2 separate regions of the Mus musculus genome follow, and region 1 is linked to region 2. A link is a contact called in public HiChIP or PLAC-seq data. All regions are on one chromosome and are shown on one strand. Each heading gives the region's core, a stretch centred on a gene start, on an enhancer-like site or on the middle of the called end of the contact. The rest is flanking DNA. Distances are from core to core; before and after follow the strand shown. Region 1 overlaps Uchl3 (ubiquitin carboxyl-terminal esterase L3 (ubiquitin thiolesterase)). Region 2 has its middle 52 kb from the start of Klf5.

Region 1 (7,077 bases), core at 830-3,329, 2.3 Mb before region 2:
TCCGACTTACTCCATCACTTCACAAAATAAAAGTCTTCCTGCTACCTTTGCAAATTTCTGTGCATTGTTTCAGTGATTTGAATGAGATGTCAAGAATCTGAAAGCACCAAGACTACCCAACTAGTAAGTAACATCTCTAATTGTAAGACCTGATCAGAGAATGTGTTAATTTTGATACTCATAAAAATCATACTTATTATAAAGTTACACAAAATGGCACATATGGCTCAGTAGTTCCATGCATGTACTACAAAATAAAGAAACATTCTCACAAGAATGCAACCTGGACAAAACTGCTAAGTTACTGTAAAGAGACTTTAGTATAAATCAAAAAAGCTAACAAAAATAAGCACTAAGCAAGATTCAAAATCTAAAGGCACCAGTTACAATGACACTAATTAAGACCAAGCTAAGAACACGATGAATGATTAAATAGCACATTGTCTTAAATCATAAGAATCATTAAATCTTAACAAGAATTACTTCTTGATGAAATGATATGCTATAAAAATTCAATTCAATGAGTATCTATTAGCTCAAACCTCTGGATCCTGGTTGCTATGAGTCACTCATCAGAAGCCATCACATAATACAAGGGATAAACAGTTTAAAAGTTAACTACAGCTGGCCATGGTGGCAGACACTGTTAATCCCAGGACTTGGGAGACAGACGCAGGAGGCTCTCTATGAGTTCAATGACAAGCTGTTCTACGTATTGAGTTCCAGACACAGTGAGACCCTGTCTCAAAGAACAGAGTAATCACAAAACTGCCCAGTTTCCATACAAAACAAACTCCAGATCTGCATTTAAAACAAACACGAAAAGGTTAAAAAGACACATTTTGTAAAAGGTCAACTACAATTAGTTGAATAGTATAAACCCAGACAGTTGTATTGTCTCATTTTGAAAAACAATGTGGTATTCTACCATAGTCAAGTTTAAAGGTAAGTAAGAAAATCTACGGAACTACAGCAATTTTTTTACTTAAATTTGTAAAACTATGAGGAAACACAAAATAATAATCTTAAAAACTGAACTCATGGCTGTGGGGGTTTCAGGTGGAAAAGCGCTTGCTTTCCACGCAGCTTGAGAACCCGAGCTCAGTCCTTCAGAATCCACATAAAAAGCTGGGTGTGGAACACTCCTGTAATGCCACGACTCGACAGGCTAAGGCAGGAGAATCCCTGGTTCTTGCTGGCCAGTATAATGAAACCAGTGAGTTCCAGGTTTAAATTAAAAAAAAAAAAAAAATTAAAAAAAAAAAAAAAACAAATCAAAGGAAAAATCCCCACGAAACTAACTAGATTCACGAAGAGTTCTCACCATTGCTGATGTAAGAAGTTGCCCATGTGTGTATTTACAAAACCATCTCTACTTAACTGAAGTGCTGTGTTTGGATAGCACAAGAAGGGGGGGTTATAACCTCTAGAACCAGTCTTTGGCCTTTTCCTGTTTAAACACTGGATAATAAAATAACAGTATCAACAACAAAAAAAATCTAACTGATTAGTTCACTAAAATTTCACAACTTTAAATTTTTGTTTAATTAAAATATATAATTTATAAATTACAATATGCAGCCATAAAACTTTTTTTAATTTTAAAAAAATGCCTGTTTTTAAAAGAAGATGGTATAAATGAAATCTAGGCAGTAGTGGCACTATAAGTACACTATTATCATTATTGTATCATAATGCATTTAGTAATCCTAAAAAAAGATAATTTTGTACTCTACAGTCCAAACACAAACTTGCCACCAGATCAGGGATATTTCAATTCAGGCACTGTGGCAAGCAGCTGTAATCCCTGGCACTCAGGAAGATGGGGCAGGAAGATCACCAGTGCCAGGCCAGCTGGGTTATTGCAGACATATGCAGTCTCACATAAATCAAAAATAGTTCTCCTTTAAAAAGACAAGAAAAGAGGAGGGGAGGGGAGGGGAGGGGAGGAGAGGAAGAGGAAGAGGAAGAGGAAGAGAAGAAGAAACAGTAAGAGTCCCAGGGAGAAATCACTTCCTTTAAACTCTGTCCTAAAACTCCTTTCTGCAGCCTTCTCCCCACCCTGCCAGCAGGGTCAGGGGCTGATCCAGGGCCTGAGCTTTCTAAGTGAGCAGCTTCACCTGAGCCACAAAGCTCTCTCAGGACCTCCTTTGCTCCTGCTCGTTACTGGCTCATTAGTGAGTATAGTTATGACATAATTACACTTGTCTAGCGACTGTTTCCTACTACTCTGAGTAAGAGTGCACTGGTGGAAACCACATGTATGCATGGAACTAGGAAAATAAGTTAAACAGGAGTCACAGCTTAGAAACTAGGTGAACAAAGTTTAACAGACTGACTCAAAATAAGCCAAGAGCACATTTCCTTACCCCAGGACAGGAAATCAGTGGAAATATTTTATGTGTGTGTTAGAGAAAGACGAGAGTTACTTCACTGCAGGTTCAATGTGGACTAAGTGTAAATGACCAGAAAGAGACACACACACTGGTTCCTCAGAAGCATCTTTCAGGACAATACAGCAACAGCTCACAGAACCAAGCAAAGATGACGCAGCGTGGATTATGGTAACAGTATTCTCTTTCATAATGGCTAAGGACGAGGGGAGGACCCCAAAGACAGCGGCAGGGACCATAGGATTTAGAGCCACACCCCAGTGGAAGACAGTGTGGTGGTTTCAATAATCCCCTCAGGCTCACAGATCTCAGCACGTGGTCTATGGGAGCTGGTGCTGTTTGGGGAGATTCAGCAGGCTTGCTCCAGGAGATGGATCACTGGAAGCATGCTATGAGTAGCCTCAGCCTTCCTCTTGGTTGCACCCTGCTTTGTGTTTGTGGTTCAGCAGTGAGCTCTCAGCTTGCTGCTCCAGCCTTCATGCCTAGCATGTACAACTAAGGTTTCCCCACCACCATGGACTCTCACCCATCTAGAACCATAAGCCACAACAGGCTCTTTCTTCCTTGAGCTGTCTCTGTCATACTGTTTCATCAAGGCGCCAGAAAGGTAACTAATACATGTGGGCATGCATGTTGGGGAAGACCGAAATGACTCCACCTTGGTTGAAGACAGTGCTAATACGAAGAAAGAGCAATCAGATTTGTTCTACATGCTTTGAATGGAAGGACTGATGGACAATTTAAGGAAGTTATAAGAAGGCAAAACGTCCCAGCAGAAATAAATAAACAGGGCTGGTGAGATGGCTCAGTGGGTAAGAGCACCCGACTGCTCTTCCGAAGGTCAGGAGTTCAAATCCCAGCAACCACATGGTGGCTCACAACCATCCAATCACGAGATGTGAACTCCCTCTTCTGGAGTGTCTGAAGACAGCTACAGTGTACTTACATATAATAAATAAATAAATAAATAAATAAATCTTAAAAAAAAAATAAATAAACATCACTTTACTAGTCAAATGTTCTTCTCATTGCTGTAAAATAAAAAAAAAAATTAAAGCACCTTAGAAGACAGAATTTTGTTCATTATTCATTCATATTCAGGGAGGGTGGGCAGTGGTGGCACACACCTTTAATCCCAGCACTTGGGAGGCAGAAGCAGGTTGATCTCTGAGTTCGAGGCCAGCCTGATCTACAGAGGGAGTTCTAGGACAGCCAGGGCTACACAGAGAAACCCTGTCTAGGAAAAAGAAAAAAAGAAAGAAAGAAAGATAGATTGATTGATTTAGGGAGACTTGGGTGGTGTGGCGTCCGTGGTAGTGAAAGCCTTTAATGCCTGTACTCAAAAGGCAGAGGCAGGTAGAACTCTGAGTTCAAGGCCAGTCTGGTCTACATAACAAGCTCTAAGACAGTTAGGACTGGAGGGGGAGGGGAAGGAGAAAGTGAGGGAGAGGTGAGAGAGGAGAGGAGAGAGGGAGAGAGAGAGAGGGAGAGGGGAAGAGGGAGAGGAGAGAGGGGAGAAGGGAGAGGGAGAAGGAGAAATCTAAATAATTTCACAAAGTAAAAATGTTGAAGAAATTAACTGAATATGGTTACATATTCATGCTTACAGGAAACAAGGGTTCAAAGCAAGCCTCAGCCACTACAGAACCCTGTGTAAAAAGAAAATCAGGGAGGGAGGAGGAAAGAGTAGGGGTGCGGGAGGAGAAAGAAAACAAACAAAAAGAGAAAGGGAAGGGAAAGCGGTAAAGGAAAGGGAGGCGTGGCATGCATGCATTAGTATGTCTCACACACACACACACACACACACACACACACACACACACACACACACATACACACACACACACACAAAGACAAGACAACCCGGGAGATGTCTGGAACTTGAGCTATAAACGACCAAAAAATACTGCCATAAAACAACTACAATAAAGTGACTCAAGCTACGGATAGGCAGTGAAGCCTCTGAAGCAAGAAGAGACTCCACATTCAAGAACCCAAGTGCAGCCTGAGGAGCTCAGCCGGGGTAGAAGCAGGCAGCGCCTCTCATCCGGCCTCGGTGCAGGGCTCGCAGTGGACTCTAAAAACGATCGCTAAAGGCCATTAGTGTCTGAAGCAGAAAATTACGACATGCTGTGTGCATTTTTCTAAAGCCAAACCAAAGCAGGGACGACGGCTTTTAGGGGAGAAAAGAAGCACAACTAGTTAGAAGTCCACAGTGGCCGACCAGGTCCAGGCGAGTGGCTTGCACTGCGAAGACAATCTACACAATCAGAAGGATTACAGAAAAGATTAGACAGCCACGATCTCAGAGTACACATACAGCAGGCCAGAGACATTTACTCAAGAGAATCAAGAGACACCATGGCATCTTCCAAATGGCATGGTCAGGGAGAAGAGTCATAGCGCTGGCTTGAGCTAAGGATGCATTGCAATCCCTTTGGAAGACACAGGAAGAAAGTGGTTCCGAGGACGGAAATTCACATTTCTTTTTCAGCTCTATTGTTCAAGGTATTAATAGTATCCAGATGGAAATATCAAAGTAGTTAAATGCACAGGTGTTCAAGATGGTGAAGAAGGAAGAGCTTAGAGGGCCACTGGGGCCGTCGATGTCATGGCAAATGTTATAAAAACAACAGATCAGGAAATACCATAGAGGAGTACAACCACGCTCTAGACGGCATGGCATTGCTTTCCTTGAGGCTGTGATCAAACCCCTGGCAAAGCAACTTAAGGTTAACTTCCAAGAGTTGGTGCTCTCCTTCTATCCTGTGGGTCCCAGAGCAGTCTCGGGCCATCAGGCTTGGTGGCAAGCACCCTGACCTGCTCTACCACCATGACTTTTTCATTCAGTCCTAGACTGCAGACCACAGAATGGTACCCACATTTTGGGTCTTCCCAACAAAATACACCTAATCTAGAAAGCCCCTCATACAGCTATATCCACCAAGTTGACAATCAAGGGTAACCTCACAAAGGAAGTCCCCAGGAACCTCCAGAGAAGGCAAAAACAGAGACAGCCTAAAAAGTAATTGAGAAATTAGAAATATCAGAATTATCGGAAAAGTAAAAATGTAAAAGATGATGTTTCAAGAACGCAGGTTGCTCTTCTAATGCCACTAAGAGGCCAAGAGATACAATGAAAAATAGTGGCCCATGGGTATGTCAGAGGAGTGGTCACTATAAAGTGACAGAAGGAGTAATAATCTAGCAGATGGCCTCCAACTCTAGTTCTAACTTTAATCATGTACATAAGTAGCAAAACTAAGTCATGGGATGCTTAAGTTTCCTTTAGATAGGAAACAAGAAAATACCACTTCCTTAATAACATCACAATAACATCACAACTCTAGGGAGGTTCCCTATTTAAAAGCTCATAATTCTTCTAAGTTACAACTATTCCCCTCTTCCTCTCCCCCGCTCCCTCTTTCTATATACATATATATTAGATAATCAACTGACCATACTCAAATGACAAAAAAACTACATGCAGGTCTAGTACACTCATAGGTGATACAGTTACCCAGATCAACTATTCTTCTTTAAAAAGTTGTAATTCTTTTTTTTTTGTTTGTTTGTTTTTGGGCTTTTTGAGACAGGGTTTCTCTGTGTAGCCCTGGCTGTCCTGGAACTCACTTTGTAGACCAGGCTGGCCTCGAACTCAGAAATCCGCCTGCTTCTGCCTCCAAAGTGCTGGGATTAAAGGCGTGCGGCACCATGAAAAAGTTGTAATTCTTAATGCTCAATTATCTGCAACTTTCCATCAGCTATTTTTACCCATTTAAATATATATATATATATATATATATATATATATATATATATACGTAAATAAGGTAGAGCTTAAATTTTTTTCTAACTATTTTAAGTCAAATCTGTAGCAAAACGAAGTATCTTAAAAGAGGTCGACAGGATACTAAAAATAAAAATAAACAAAAAACTGGCTGTTTACCAGATGGACTATATGTCACAGCTCTTCCAGATGATGCCTAGCAGGTATTACTAATCCTCCTGCTACAGACATGATGACTGTTCTCACATAACACCAGGCATCACCACAGCATAAAACAGTCCTTGTTCAGACTAAGAGTTAAGAAGACCCATAACTGCCAGATGGTACTGGGACTACAGATGTGTGCTGCCACATGTGGCTAGAAAACAAGAAGTAAACCAAGTGACACCACAGCGCCGCAGCGTACCTACTAGATTCTGACCCAACACCTTGGGAATTTTCTCCTTGCTCTTTCAACAATGGCTAATGATTTCCTTGCCTGCTTTTCCTTTCTGCCTTCCCACTGGTTAGAAAAACAATCCTAATTTACCACCAAAGTATAACTCGTTCCTGCTCAGACAACTGGTAATACAAAAGGTGTCCTCAAAATTATTGAGTGTAAGTAAATGCATTTTAGAATTTATCAAAGCTACCTAGGAGTAAGGTACTGTATCTGCCAAATCACAGACTTTGTGTTGTTTCCTTAAAACAATAATTAGTATCATCTTAATCATTATTTTCATTTAGTATCACTAGATTTTTTTCACCAACTGATAAGGCTAATTACATTGATAGACTTTAAATGGTAAATCAAATCTTCAATATAAAAAAGGTTGACTTTGGTTATGGTCTTATGTTGTTAAAATGCATCTATTGTTGATGTTTTTAAAATGCATCTATTGTTGAAGGCCTTTA
Region 2 (6,697 bases), core at 3,365-5,864:
TGCTGTTTCTTGGAACATTTTGGACTTGATTAATTGTTTGGATATATGTAAAACTATTCAAACTGAGTTTACCTAAAGTAACTTTACAGTCACCATCTGGCTAAACAGCATGCTGTATTTATTATTATTGTTACTATTATTATTATTATTAATTTTAAATTTTGAGATTGTAATGTAGTTACAGTTACATTGTTTCTCTCTTGAAACCCTCCCATACACCCCTCCTTGCTCTCTTTTCAAATGCATGGCCTCCTTTTTCACTAAGTGTTCTATGCATATACATTTGCATTTCTAAACACAACAGTAAAGCCTGCTCATTTACTTGTAGGTATGGTTAGGGTCTGATTGTTTGGTATAGAAACAGACTGCCTGCCGTTGCAGGAGTCCCAGCCAGCCATCCAGGTACATACATGTATGAAGAACACACTGAGGTGCTGCACGAGGAAGGCAGGACCAGACCAGCCTGGCTGTGATGGCATGTTGTGGGGCACTGTCCATCCGCTCAGCTGAAGTCTCTGGTAATTTGGTCATTCACCTCAGAAGCTGGGGGGGGGGGAGCTCTCGGGGTGGGGGGTGTTGTAAGCCACATGAATCAGAGTAAGACTCTCCTTGGCTCAATGAAAAGATATTGACGGATTCAATAACAGGAACCTGGCAAATGTCTGCCGACTGAAACCCAGAGGACCCATGCTAAATCACCTCTGCACCTTCTCTAGAAACACAAAAGCATTTTGAGAACATTCCATGTGTTTACCCTTCTAAGCCATCTTTTCTGTATTCTTTGGCAATTCCATACATGTATGGAATATATCCTAGTCTTGTCTTACCCTACCCAACTCTTCTCAAGCCCCTCCAACCCCCTGCTCACATCCATGGTTCAATGTTCCATGTTCTCTCTCTCTCTCTCTTTCTCTCTCTCTCTCTCTCTCTCTCTCTCTGTGTGTGTGTGTGTGTGTGTGTGTGTGTGTGTGTGTGTGTGTGTGTGTGTGAGAGAGAGAGAGAGAGAGAGACTCCAGTTAACGAATCCTACTGAGTCCAGTTAATGCTGCCTTCTTGAATGTTGGCTGGTGCTCCCTAGATCTGGTGCCAGGAGCCACAGGCTCAGTGGATCATGAGTATAATGGTAATTACTCCCAGAAGACAGCTTTTCACGATACCCTACACACACAGGAGCATTTTAGCAACTCTTTTTATTTCTATGTAACTAAACCATGTCATTTCAAATATGTTCTATGGTTTAAAAACACAGATAATTAAACCAGGCAGTAGATAACACATCTTTATTTCCAGCACTTGGGAGGCAGAGGCAGGCATATCTCTGTCCATTTAAGGCCACCCTGGTGTACAGAATGGGTTCTAGGACAACCAAAGCTACACACACACACACACCCTGACTCAAAAATAAAATAAATCACTTCTGGGCCTTTTGGCTAAGATCAAGTATAGTATCTGTTCTTATCAGTTTAATGTCTGACACGTCCTCTATCCGAGGACAATATATTAAATGGATTTTTGGAGTTAGGAAAAATAAAATAAAATAAAATAAAATAAAACAAAACAACAACCATGTAATTAAGTTATCCCAGTAATGCCCTGTACCCATTGCTCACTAAATGATCAACCCTTGCACATTTGTTACTTATCAGTTCTTAACTACAAGGTCCACTTTTTCTCTTCCGTTCCTGTAGTTAGTTTAGCAGCACGACATTGGCTGTCACCTTCCCAGTGTCATGTGAAGAAGTTACCCTGGTTCACAAGATAAACAACAGTACTCGTGCCCAAATGTGAATATAAACCTGAAAGAAAATATTTCCAATAAGGCATAACAGTAGAAGATGCAGCTCAAACAATTGTGATCCATAGCAATCTCCAACCACTACACCAGAGAAGACAACGCACAGCTGGCTGGCGATGGTGCCTGCCTTTAATCCCAGAATTTAGGAGGCAGATCTCTGAGTTCGAGGGCAGCCTGGCCTACAGAACGAGTTACAGGGCAGCCAGAGCTACCCAGAGAAACCCTGTCTAGAAAAACAACAAAACAAACAAAAAGAACATAATGCATATTTTTACAGGGAAAAAAAATCTAGACCTGATCAGTAACCAAGCAAGTCTAAGGCAAATACCACACAAAGTGCTCAGCAATACAGCGCGAGGCCTACAAGACGGGTGAGGCCTACAAGACGTCTGCCTCAAAAAGCTTGCCAACTCTCAGAACCAACAAACATTATCCAAGAAAATCAAGACTCTTGTCTTAGTATCAGATGGCTTTTATTTCAAATTTTGGAGTTATTTCCACATAAAGGGGAAGCCAAAAATATGAAACATTTTTATTATTATAAACAAGATAAAGGATTGGTGTGCAGTTCAGTTGTGAAGAGTGCCTTCCTAGTATGTGCTAGGCCCTGCGATTGAGCCCCGATCACATCAAACCAGGTATGGTGGCTGAAGCCTGAGATCCTAGCACATGGAAAGTGATGGCAGGTCCAGGGCTTCATTTGCTGCAGAGAGAGCATGAGACCAGGGTGAGAAATTCTGAGACAGAAGAAAGGGAGGGAGAAAAGAAGGGAGGGAGGGAGGGAGGGAGGGAGGGAGGGAGGGAGGGAGGGAGGGAGGGAGGGAGGGAGGGAGGGAAAGACAGAAACAAAATTAAAAAGCACAAAGTGTATATTATTTCCTTCAAACATTTTGCTCAACAGAGTCCTTCAATACACACACTTGCAGAATTTAGGAACACAAGTCCTTCAATACACACACTTGCAGAATTTAGAAACAGATAAACAACCCTGGTGTTTGTGGCAGGCATGGTGGCACGTGGCTGTGGGTTCAACATTCAGAAGCTGAGGTAAGACTTCCAAGCCAGGGAGGCTGTGTCTCAGAAAAGAAGAAGAGGAGGAAGAGGAGGAGGAGGAGGAGGAAGAGGAGGAAGAAGAAGAGGAGGGGATGAGGAGGGAGAGGAGAAGGAAGGGAGGTGGAGGAAGAAAAGGCGGGAGGAGAACAAGGGAAGGAAGTATGGATTGAAGGAAGGACAGAAGAAGAGAAAAAACACACAAAAACAACACTCACTAGACAAGATCATATTCAAAGAAAAATATGAAATATACTTTTTAAAAGGTTTATTTATTTTATTTTACCTATATGAGTACACTGTAGTGTTTAACACATTTTCTTTGTTATCCTCCCGAAAGCAAACATGAGGAGATTCGCAAAAAGAGGCCAGACAGACAATTTATCACTCTCTTAAGGAATGAGAAAACTAGCCGGGTGCGGTGGCGCATGCCTTTTATCCCAGCACTCGGGAGGCAGAGGCAGGCAGATTTCTGAGTTCAGGGCCAGCCTGGTCTACAAAGTGAGTTCCAGGACAGCCAGAGCTACACAGAGAAACCCTGTCTCGAAAAACCACAAAAAAAAAAAAAAAAAAAAAAAAAAAGGAATGAGAAAACTGAGGACCACAGGAACAAGGAAACTCTTCCCAAGACACAACAGGCCATTTGAACACCCTGCTGGGGCAGGACCCTAGGCCACAATTTTCTATTTACCACACTAACTCACAAAGGGCAAACTTAGGAAAGGTGAAACCAATACCTCAGCTCACCTTCCATGTGTTCCCGATTTCTCCTCTTCAAAGCCCCTAGTTTATGCCCTTTCGACCATTTTCAATGGAAATTATTTTCTTCTCTTCCTAATAGCTGTCTCTTTGTTCAGCCAGAATATGTTTATGTCAATCTATGTGTCTTGCTTAAAGCACCAGCTTGTAACAGAAACAGGTGGCGCTCGTCTTTAATCCCAGCACTCCAGAGGCCGAGGCTGGCCGATCTCTGAATTCAAGGCCAGCCTAGAAAAAGTGTAAGACAGCCAGGGCTCTTGAAAAACAAACAAGAAGAGACAGAAGGAAAACAAAACAAAGCAAAACAAAAGAAACAAACAACAACAACAAAAACAAAATAACAGTTCTTAAATGCAGTTCAGTCATTTTTGGTTTTTGATTGATCATTTCTTCATACGTTATAAATCCTATTTTTAAAAACTGAGTAGAAAAATCACTATCGTCAAAACAAGATGACTGGAAACAACGACACAGGCCACAGTTACAATCAGTCTTTTCCTGAGCGTTTTCTGGTTCCATAGCTAACAAATGTCTTCTTAGCATTTTTTTTTCCCACTTGTTATAATTCAGTAATGGGCTGGGTTCTAAGAAAAACAGAAAATAAGAAATGGTCTTATAAAAGAGAATCCCGTTTGAACTTAAAATGTTGACAGAGTGTCCTGTGACTGTGATTTTTTTGTCCCTCTCAAAGCTGGGCTCCTTTTCATGTTATGGGAGATTCAGGGAGGACTCCTGAGAGAGGGGACAGACAGTGACCTGAAGGGGGGAATCAAATTTCAAAACAGGGTGGGGGGGACTGAACCGCTCTTGCAGCCCTCAAATTAAATTCTGAGCTGGAGGAGCCCGCTGACTCTGGGCACATTTAAAAGGGAAAGGGTGTTGTCCCCAGATCCCAGAGTGCTTTCATTGATAATCAGGTCAAACAGCTGAAGGAATGAAACCAAGAGATCCCAAACCAGGGTAGAGGTTGACTCCTAGGAATTGTGATTGAAAGGAAAAAAGAAAGAAAAGGCCAAAGCCTTCCTATACAGCAGCATTGCAGAAAAACTACAGTCAGGCAGGTTTTGACGCTCCAGCTAGGGAGTGGCTTGGTTTTTGTTTCTTTGTTTGTGTGTTTGTTTGTTTGTTTTTTGAAAAACAGCTCTTTCCAAACAGAAGTGTTCGTCTGGACAAAGTGGCAGACACACATACAAAAGAATAAATTCCCCCGGATTCGGTATCTTTTTGTTTTAGTCACCAGCACATCAGATGCTAACGTTCTCTGTGAGGCAGAAGAAAAAAAGGAGACGTCTGTATTTTATAATGTTGGCCTTTTGCTTCTAATTTAAGCATTTGGGAAACCATCCAGTTTGTTCTAGACTGATACGCAAAGCGACGTCACAGGGTATAATTGACATGCAAGTCATGATCAGAGTCAGTGGCAATCTCAGGTTGGCTATCCAGTGCCCTGTGTTTCTTCTTGGGGCCAGGATGAAGGCCTAGAAGGAGAGAGGGGTTTTACTGTACACTGTGCCTTGCACACAGTCACTGCTGCTGACCAGAGGACAAAGATGTCGTCCTTGCATCTCCTACCGCCCAGACTGGATCTGAGGGAACTTCAAGTTCCCAGAAGACTTGAGCACAAGACATCCCGTGATGGTGGTCAGCTAGACCACCCAGCGCCTGTCACCTCTAGGGAGTGGATTCAGGCCTCAGGCAGCTAGATGCCGGGAGTGTCCCAAACCCCAGGGAGTGGGAAGTATTTATTGGTGTCTCATATTGATAGGAAGCCGTATTCGGCTGTTAGGAGGAGGAATGAGTGATTAAAATCACAGTAAACTGTTTGTGGCTGTGTTAAATGGCAGGTTAGTGACGGGACAGGTATTTCTAGGTCCTTGCTGCACAGTCGAGTCATATAGGGAAGTTTGAAGCTAACGAGGCCAGCGCACTTTTTCTGCCTTACCTAATTTAGCCATTTAAAGTCTTCTGTCCCATCCCAGGCTCGGGATGGGGAGGAGGGGGTATTGGAAGCAAAAACAACTTAATGGAATTGTACTGGCCACTTCTCTGTCTCAAAGGAAAGATGCCAGCTTGTGTATTTATCTCCATCCCAGCACCTGCTCAGCATTTCAGCATGTGATATTTCATAAAAATACCCACACCCGACAACACTGGAATAACAAAGCTGAACTGAGAGAGCTTTTGTACGAAGATGTTTTCTTTTCTAAAATGTCGTTTTTTTCCTCGTTTTCTCTTAATGGTCCTTAAAGAGAAAAATTGACAGAACTTTTTCTCGTATTTTTTTCTAAATAGGTATCCCACACTGGCCTCAAATTCTAAGTAGTCAGGGCTGCCTTTGGAGCCTCAGGCTTCTTGTTCCTACCTCCTGACTGCTGAAAGTTATCTATTTTTAAGGATCAGGTGACTCTTGAGAAGGGATGCATTTGGGATGAGGAAAGATACTGGCTGACATATTTATATCCATCTTACCACCTGCTCAGCTTTTTATCCTATGATGTTCCTAGGTTGTAGCTGTTTCTAGTGACCGGTAATCCAAGCACTTGGGAGTTGGCGAACTGAAGTAGTAGAACTGGCAGAAGTTGGAGACCAGGCTGGGTACTTGGGCCAGCCTGGGCTACAGAGTAAGCCTTTCCTTCCCCCACTTCTATCTCAAAAAAACAAAACCAAAGAGCTAGATAAAAAGTCTGTATCGTGAACGAATCTTTACAGGCTGCTGGATATAGACTTAAGGTGCATATCAAAATTCTTTCACTATCCAATATCAACAGCTAGAAAATAGTTGAACTTCGGGAATGCAGATGATGCCAGGTGTTTTATTATCTTGAAAGAAAAGGACACCATAAATACCAAGCAGTAACTGGTGGATGAGCACTCTCAAGGCCAGTCATGAGCCTCAAAGTTTTCCATACATTATCACACTTAATCTTCACAATAAGCTGCAGGGCAGGTATTACTTCTGCTTTGCAAGGGAGGGACAGGAGTTTCTAAAGATTAAGTATCTTGTGCAAGGCGTTCTCGTTAGCAAAGGAGCTAAAGTTAAGTCTACGTGTCATGTCCTGTGTATTCCAGCATCCTCAGAAGTGAGGCTCTTCG

Evidence for each region. HiChIP or PLAC-seq counts read pairs in DNA pulled down with a chosen protein or histone mark.
Region 1: an H3K27ac HiChIP or PLAC-seq map of embryonic stem cells shows a contact between it and region 2, with 4 times the contacts expected there. The contact joins two enhancer-like sites. A contact is called at or near these places in 1 of 39 promoter capture datasets (frontonasal cranial neural crest) and 3 of 115 datasets of contacts at active chromatin or transcription factors (astrocytes and embryonic stem cells).

What each region holds. Positions count from the first base shown.
Region 1 is chr14:101,656,998-101,664,074 of GRCm38.p6, reverse strand. All of the region lies in intron 2 of Uchl3 (ubiquitin carboxyl-terminal esterase L3 (ubiquitin thiolesterase)), which reads right to left. Among named protein-coding and RNA genes, the nearest start is that of Uchl3, 6.6 kb to the right of the region's middle. Within about 2 kb of position 2,079, at least 34 of the 459 cell types and tissues checked have an H3K27ac peak or open chromatin away from gene starts, as enhancers often do. A contact at or near this core is called in embryonic stem cells, where this site is marked.
Region 2 is chr14:99,346,883-99,353,579 of GRCm38.p6, reverse strand. It overlaps the pseudogene Gm22984. Among named protein-coding and RNA genes, the nearest start is that of Klf5, 52 kb to the right of the region's middle. Within about 2 kb of position 4,614, at least 28 of the 459 cell types and tissues checked have an H3K27ac peak or open chromatin away from gene starts, as enhancers often do. A contact at or near this core is called in embryonic stem cells, where this site is marked.